Linked DNA regions of Triticum aestivum: region 1 is linked to region 2. Evidence: chromatin contacts called from public Hi-C data. All regions are on one chromosome and are shown on one strand. Each heading gives the region's core, a stretch centred on a gene start, on an enhancer-like site or on the middle of the called end of the contact. The rest is flanking DNA. Distances are from core to core; before and after follow the strand shown. Region 1 holds the start of LOC123103717 (phospholipid:diacylglycerol acyltransferase 1). Region 2 holds the start of LOC123103716 (protein Brevis radix-like 1).

Region 1 (4,171 bases), core at 1,085-3,584, 300 kb before region 2:
CCATGTTACAGCGGGCAGTATAGCATCTAGCTTTGCATGGATATTTCAGTTTCAAGACTGAAGCTATGTCATAAGAGATTTAGACTCTGCTTCTATTTGTAAAATATCAACTTCATTCTTGGTAACAGGGTTCAGGATATTAAATTTGTTCAGACTGTAACGTCTTAATGCAGGTATTTACGACAAAGTAAATGCAATGCCATATACCATGTAACAGCTAATCCCACAAGAAATTGCTACAGTGCTGAACTTTTAATGTCATATATAGCACGATACACAAGCCCCTGAATGAGATTTCTAATTTCCCAAGGGAATGCAGGAAGCGAAATTGAACGAAGAAACGAAACACTAAAAGACTACATTAATTAGTTTTCTAGCACATAAGTTTTAGGATTCAAATTAGGCTTTTCTCTAAACAAGATATTTTACTGTAGAATCTGAAGTTTTGCAAACAAGTAGAGCACCAAGATTACCACCCCTGCCAAAATGTGACTGTAAATAAAGGCAGTTACTTCAATGCAAAGTGAGTCATCTACTTTTCCTACATAGGGATAGCTCAACAACACAAGGCTTAGAAGGAATAGCAGGTATGCTGTTCAGGGATCACGTTATTACTCTCACCAGAAAGTAGGCAACATCGACCTTTCCAGAAAAGCAGTATTTGAATAATAAATAATGAAACAGTCGGATATAAATATCTACTCCAAAAGGCATCCCATGACTACATCGAAAGCTTTGTTTAACGCAAATTATAATTTCTCCTAAAGGACCTGAACACACATAATCTAGATTTCTCTTGTACAAGAATTTCCCTATATCAACATCCCCTCATAGCCAGTGGGGGACACAATGTTGCCTAGTTTTACAACATGTGCACTCCATGCAGCTCTCAAAGTCACATCTTGCCCACTCAAATCCTGCTCCCATGCTAGTAACAAAAAACAGCATTCCAAGGCAGCTGAAAGTGATTGTCACACCCAACATTTCATAGAAATATCCCAAGTACTTACACAATTAAACAGTACAAAACTAGCTTAAGAAACACAAATAAAGTTCAAATTACCAAGAATTCTAATCCCTCCACCGTAACAAATCAACCATTGAGAAAGTAATAAAAAACATCCAAAATTGGAACCAACTTTCTATTGAGCACCTAAGTCCCAGTTCTTGACTGAGCACCTCGCCATTGAGGAATCATACACCCTAACCCAGACTTCAGAAGATCTGGAATGAACCTCTAGTCCTACAGCTCAGACACATTAATAAGATATATAAAAGAAATCTACGGAAAGGGCGTTAGAGAACACGAGGGATTGACAGCCTATGGAATCAGACTACTGTCCTGAAGTCCTAACTCTGCCAAAACAATTCCCAAAAGCTCGACAAACAACAAAGCAAGCCAAAAAGAATAACATGGGACTCATTCTATTAAAGGATCCTAGCGTCGATTGCTAAAGCAGCCCTAATAACGACCAAACAAAGTTAGAGACTTAACGGACACGCGACGGATGCGAATGCAACACCTAACAGGTAAGAAAGCGACCTCTTGTACACGTCGCCGAATGTGCCGCCCCAGAGGCGCTTCCGGAAGAGCCCCTCGGCGCAGTGATGGCCCTCCCAGAGCTCGAGGCCTCCCGTGACGATCCCCGGCACGAAGATGACGGGGTGCTTGGCGTGCAACCCCTCCTTCTGCAGCTTGACCCCGGGCGGGTCCGGGAGCGGGCCCGTGATGGCCTCCGTTACGTACTGCGGGAAGGAGGCCGGCATGGCGTTGTAGAGGAAGAGCAGCAGCCACCAGGAGGAGCAGACGCAGCCGACGAGCCAGCAGCAGCTGTCCACGCACGACCACTTGCCCCTGGCCCGCCGGCCGGCCTCCTTGGACGGCGGCGCGGAGGCGGAGGAGGACGGCTGCTCCTGCGCCGGCTTCTTCCCCTTGTCCTTGTCCTTGTCGTCGTGGTCGGAGCCATTGCTGTCGTCGCCCGGCGAGGGCGGCGGCGGCGACTGCTGCTGCCTCCGCCTCCGTAGGAGCGACATGGCGCGCGCGCGCGGGCGAATGGGATCGGCGGGCGGGGGCGGGGCTACCTGCGCGGGCGCACTCGCATCGCCGGCGGCGGCCGGGAGGGGGCCTGGCCCGCGAAACCCTAAGCCGGCGGCGGGGCCCAAGGAGGCGGAGGGGGCGAGGTCGGGAGGGGCGGGGCGGCCTCGCGGGGCTAGCGTTTGTGAGGTCGGGAGAGGGAGGAGGCTCGAGGCCGTAGGCGACCGTCGCGCCGCACCGGAGCGATCCCTGCGCCCGATGTACGTGCGCCGAGCTGGCCACGGGTGCCTGCCTACGTGGGCCCGGCGGCACGGGACGGGTCTGTGGTTCGTGAAGACGCGGTGCGGGTGGGGCGGAGTTCGCCTGCCTCTATTGATTGGAACCTGTGTGGGGCCCAGGGGTGGCCGTCAAGGACGGGGACGGTGAAGTGGGGCCGGCGTAGCTTGCAGAAATGATAATGGCGATCCAACCAGAGCAGAGCCTCGCCAAAACGTGATCTTTCTGGTTTTTTTTACGGTGAAACGTGATCTTTCGGTTGGCACGGTTTTTCTTTTTTCCATTTATTACATACATTCAAGGTGCAGAGCACGATCCATTCTCATGTAATAATGGACTTAAAAAACCCCGCAAAAAATGGACCTAAAATAATTTAAATTCCTGTGAATATATTCATTAACTATTTATGGAATCCAACGTATTATCTTATAGTATTATGAGACGGAGGGAGTACATCGCTTTTCGAGTATCTATTTTCAAATTTTGAGAAATATTACTAGTCACAAATTTTAATGTTTAGCCTTATCTTGTCTAGAACGACAGCTTTAACAAGACAAGAGGGATATCTAGATAGCATGAGGGAATGTTTTTACTCCAGATGTCACATATAAGTTTTCCTAAAGCTGGCAGCTTATCAATTGGCATGTCAACTCATCCACTGACTCGTGTTCTCCTTGTAAATATTTCTACTGCCCTTGAAACCCCCCATGCACCTCGCTTTGCTAGTGGTCCTAGCAACATCGTCCTTCTTCTTCCGTGATGGTCGTCCTTCTCCCTGTTGGCGCTAATCGAATGGTTGTATGATTCCATGTTCATTGGGTGGCATCTCATTGCCCTTGTCGTTCCCCTAGCATGCCTATTTTTTTGTCATGATGATCGTCCTTCTCTCTGTTGGCGGTAAATCGAATGGTTGTATGATTTCATGTTCATTAGGTGAGATCTCATTGCCCTTGTCGCTCCCCTAGCACGCCTACCCCAATGAACCTATCATTAGGGTGCAATTAGGTGGCAAGCAACCACGCCATGCACAATGCCGGCTTTCAAGTTGTGTTGTGGGTGGTGATTATGGTACATGACTGCGACTAAACTCCCGCCATGAGACGTTGTCGCATTTCGGCATGCATGCATCATTCGTTTGTTCTATATGGATAGTCAGTTTCAGCACGTATGTCGGTCATCCAACAACATCCATATGCATTTTGTTCCTGGGCGGCAATATCAAAGACAATGACTTCATATCCTGACATGTGCAGTCCCACTCGAACATCATGATCCAGCAGACCCACATCTACATAGTGGTGGGGAATGGGCACCAGATCAACACAAATGGCCTTCACATTGTGCTCATATCGTGTCAAACTTAACATTAGGAGTCATTACGTTGTAGATATACGAAGGGAATTTTTAAGATGGATGAAATTTGTATTGAAAGCGGACATTGGTGGCGATAGAAAAAATATATTATTCACAACTGAAGTGTTTTTATAAAAAACAAATCATTTGGCCTCAATTTCAGTCTTTGTGGAAATGCTCAATGCAAATTATGTTGGCAATTTCAATTTGTAACAATAGCAGCATCGAATAAAAATTATATAATGTATTATTGTCATAAAGCAAGTATTTAAAGTTGTCAGAACCAAATTATTGGTGTGTTGAAAATAAAATAGTTATTATGTTGGGTTTTTTTGGTGGAATAATTATTATGTTGGTTTCACTGTGGAAAATTCTCAAGTCGTGTTGGTTAAAGGAAAAGTTCTTTCTATGAAAGCGTGGCGTGTAATCAAATCGAGATTTATTTGATACACATGTTAGTCTGAAATAATCTATGATTTACATGATTTGTTGCCTAAATGTGTTAGA
Region 2 (4,497 bases), core at 1,395-3,894:
ACATATAAATATACTATCTTGGACATCTTTTGTAATTGCTAGTACTCATTAAAATATGACATGTTAAAAGGTTGATGGTGGACAAGGAAGACAATGTAATGGATTGTGCTTTCTTATATCTGAAATAAAGTATATTGTCATGGATCATTCAACATGCTGAGCTTGCATTTCTCCCTCATGCTAGCCAATTCTTTGCACCAAGTAGAGATACTACTTGTGCTTCCAAACATCCCTTAAACCACGTAGCCACTGACTCGTTGATCTCCACATAGCCGGTTTCTTTCTCCACCGACCGGCCGCGGTTTCGCCAATGTTAACGGCGGATGGCACGGTGTCTGGCCTCGTCCATGGCAGCTACCATGCCCGTTCCGCCATGCTCCCTCGCGTGTCTTCTGGAGCAACTCGCCACCGCGATCTGGCTTGGAGTGGCGAGTTGCCGAATGATACGTCTCCAACATATCTATAATTTTTTATTGTTCCATGCTATTATATTATCTGTTTTGGATGTTTTATATGCATTAATATGCTATTTTATATTATTTTTGGAACTAACTTATTAACTCAGAGCCCAGTGCTAGTTTGTGTTTTTTCCTTATTTTTGAGTTTTACAGAAAGGATATATCAAACGGAGTCCAAATGAAATAAAACTTTATGATGATTTTTCTTGGACCAGAAGACACACGTAGGACTTGGAGAGGAAGTCAGAAGAGTCCCGAGGGCTCCACAAGCCCTCAGGGCGCGCCCTAGGGGGGTGCCCCTGGCTTGTGAGCCCCATGGGATTCTTCCAACCCTAATCTTTGGCCTATAAGTTCCCAAATATTCCCAAACGACCAGAAGCGTCCACCAAAATACTTTTCCGGCACCGTAAGCTTATGTACCCGTGAGATCCCATCTTGGGGCCTTTTCCGGCACACTGCCGGAGGGGGATTCGATCACGGAGGGCTTCTACATCAACTCTATTGCCCTTCCAATGAAGCGTGAGTAGTTTACCACAGACCTACGAGTCCATAGCTAGTAGCTAGATGACTTCTTCTCTCTCTTTGATGCTCAATACCATGTTCTTCTCGATGTTCTTGGAGATCTATCCGATGTAATCTTCTTTTACAGTGTGTTTGTCGAGATCTGATGGATTGTGGATTTATGGTCATTTTATCTATGAATATTATTTGAATCTTTTTTTAATTCTTATATGCATGATTTGATATCTTTGTATTTCTCTTCGAATTATCGGTTTGGTTTGGTCGACTAGATTGGTTTTTCTTGCAATGGGAGAGGTGCTTAGTTTTGGGTTCAATCTTGCGGTGTCCTCACCCAGCGACAAAGTAGGGATAGCGAGGCACGTATTTGTATTGTTGGCTTCAAGGGTAAAAAGATGGGGTTTTCATCATATTGCTTGAGTTTATACCTCTACATCATGTCATAAAAAAATGGTGCAAGAGGAGATGGGAGCGGAGGTGTGGTGCGTTTTTTGCTCGACGTCTGGCATAGTTTAAATAGCGGGCGGACGGGAGGAGCTTGCCCGACCTTGTGTTTAATGCCGACCCGCTCGTGAATGGATGTGTGATCGGAGTAGGGTTCTCGGCTTCCACACGAGTTTAATGGAGGCGTTTGAATGCGGCGAGGAGTCGTGTCCTTACCGAATGTGCAGCCGGCGGCGCCCTCGACCGGTGCGTCGCGTCAATGGCAGAGGCAGTGAGAGGTCGCATTCGTTTTGGGCCACTCACCAGCGGCATAAATGGGGGCAGCTGGCGTGGGCGGGAGCGCGTGCAGACGAGGGAGGAGGGGGTTTGGGTGGGCCAGAGTGGTCAGAAGCGGGCGTGGCCGCGTGGGTGCTGTCCAATGGCTGCAAAGTTTCACGTTTGTCTCTAGTTTGCGAGAAAAAGTATGTCCAGACTGTCCTGCGGATTGATACAGACCCGTGTTAAATGACTTCCATGGTTCGGATAGTTGAAAGGGGTTTGAACATGAGCGTTGGAGATGCCCTTAAATGACATGTTTTTTTTTTTTGAGGGAACATGTCTTTTCTTGACATTATTGGTTTTGAGGTTGCTTGCATGTCTTTTCGAAACGGTCGATTCTTGTAGTTTGCTTATCCGTAGAATCCACGGAGGCGTCTAGAGCGGCACAAGTACCCAAAGCATCGTGGGAACGGTGGCAATCAAACCATGATCCAAAACCAGGCGCCGAAGGTGGGAATGAGCCTATGAATATTTAAGCAAAAGAGATTCAGAAGATCGTTTGAGCTGGAGAGCACGCCTCTCGAGGCGAATCTGAGAGTCAGAATCTTAAGTTAAAATTAACACCGGGAGTCCATATGAAACCACTGCACATATGAAGGAAAAATTACACTCCTCACGACATTTTGAACGTTTCGCCTCACCCTTTTCACCCACCACCGACCCGAACCTCCGTCGAAACAACACGCTCGCGAACAAACAAAAAAGTTCTACTACTACTATTGCCGCTGATACTACTCACTCTCACTCTCTCTCCCTCTGCTGGCAATGGCAATGGCGAGTACTACTGCTCCTGCCAGTGGCCACACGGCCGCGGCCCCTCGGGGGCCCGCCACCCACCAGGGGCGTGTCAGGGAAGCTTTACATTACATTGATGGGTCCGTCGATCCAGTCGAGCCACAATGCGGCGTGGAGGCGGGCAGCCGCTCCATAAATTAAATCCCACTTGGCTCGTGCCGCAGTGCGGCCGCTGCCATTAAAACCGCGAGATATACTAATCCGGCCATTAATGCCCTTAACTCGAGCTCGAGATCGGAGGCGAGGAGGGGTGTGCGTGCGCGCGCGTGTACTCGGTCCGCCACGTCGTGGCCCGTGTCGCCGTCCGTGCGCTACGCTACGTGCCGCCCCGCCATTTAAGGCCGCGCGCCGCTCCCGGTCTCGCTTTCCGGGTCTGTCGCTGCCCGTCGGTCAGAGGGGGCGTGCGTGCTCGCCGGCGGCGGGATGCTCACGTGCATCGCCTGCTCCAGGCAGCTCGGCGGCGGCGGCGGGGTGCCGCCGCTGCACGAGCCGACGGAGGACGAGGACGCCGTCGATGCCGGCGCGGGCGTGGGCGGCGCTGCCACGCCTAGCGCCCGGCAGGCCATCAAGGCGCTCACGGCCCAGGTGGGCTCTCGGGACTGTGCTTGCATCTCTTGCCACTGGAGTCCTGCTTGAAATGTTGGATTTTTTGTTTCGTTTCTCTTGTTCTGTTCATCCGAAGGATTTTTTAAGTCGTCTGAATCTGTCTGGAAGGTTACGCCTTTTAGGTTTTGGAATCTTGTCTCGAGCGTAATCATCAGATCGGGTGGGACTGAATTGACGGGGGATTTTCTTGGGTTCAGATCAAGGACATGGCGCTCAAGGCGTCGGGCGCGTACCGGCACTGCAAGCCTTGCGCCGGCTCCTCCGCGGGGGGCTCGGGGCGGCACCACCCGTACCACCACCGCGGCGGCAGCGGCTTCCGGGGCTCCGACGCCTCCGACCGCTTCCACTACGCCTACCGGCGCGCCGCGGGCGGCGGCTCCAGCGGGGAGGCCACGCCATCCATGAGCGCGCGCACCGACTTCCCCGCCGGCGACGAGGAGGAAGAAGAGGAGGAGGACGGGATGTCATCTGGCGGCGGCGGCGGCAAGGAGGACAACGCCAAGGAGTGGGTGGCGCAGGTGGAGCCCGGCGTCCTCATCACCTTCGTCTCGCTGCCGCAAGGTGGCAATGACCTCAAACGCATCCGATTCAGGTGTGTGCTCTTACGCGATTGCGCCTGCATTATTTGCATTTCTCCAGTGCATTACTCTGATTGTTGGTTGGAAAATACCTTGTTGGCTTAGTTTACATTTTCAGAAAATGTGATCGAGATTTGAGACCCTCCTGCATTCAGAGTAGAAAAATGTTTTTGTTAAATTTGGTAAAAAAAATGCAGAAGGATGAAGCGCAATGTGTTGGAAAACTCTCAACGAATTGAAGTTCCAAGTAGTATCTTTCATCTTTTTTACTGCTCAGTGCTCAGAGTTACTACAATTTTCTTTGAGAAATGCCTAATGTGAATAGTTAAACATTTGAGACTAAGGCTTTCTTGGTTAACCTCTTGTTTAAGCCTTTTTTTAAATAAGTACTACCACTGTAAACTAATATAAGACGTTTTAGATCACTAAAGATATTAGTTTACAGAGGGATTCTTTTTGGATTATGCACTACAAAAATATGTGCTACACTTTTTCCTCACTGCTATATGTCCTATATATAGATAGTAAATCCCTTGAGATTTTTACACACTGGATGAGCTGTAAACGGGAACAATCTGGCGCATTGACTTTAGAATAGGCCCTCATTTAACCCCTCACGTGCTCCAGCCAGGTCGAAGTCTAGATGTGTCAGAATGCATGTTGTGTGAGGAGCCGGTAGATTTAGAATTGCCCACCCTAGAATCATAGAAGCTCCAGTGCATCAACTTGCTATGAATTTTGAAGTTACCAGTTCTATGTGGGGGCAAGTCCAGCTTGCA

What was found. A called contact is a pair of places that touch in the nucleus more often than the background predicts.
Region 1: a Hi-C map of leaf shows a contact between it and region 2, with 3 times the contacts expected there. The contact joins the promoter of LOC123103717 here to the promoter of LOC123103716 in region 2. A contact is called at or near these places in 3 of 5 Hi-C or Micro-C datasets (leaf and root) and 1 of 1 datasets of contacts at active chromatin or transcription factors (leaf).

Annotation. Positions count from the first base shown.
Region 1 is chr5A:419,839,192-419,843,362 of IWGSC CS RefSeq v2.1, reverse strand. LOC123103717 (phospholipid:diacylglycerol acyltransferase 1) reads right to left here and starts at 2,334. Exons shown (of 6, transcript XM_044525391.1): 1 at 1,544-2,334. The coding sequence starts at 2,034.
Region 2 is chr5A:419,535,968-419,540,464 of IWGSC CS RefSeq v2.1, reverse strand. LOC123103716 (protein Brevis radix-like 1) reads left to right here and starts at 2,644. Exons shown (of 5, transcript XM_044525390.1): 1 at 2,644-3,119; 2 at 3,338-3,732. The coding sequence starts at 2,958.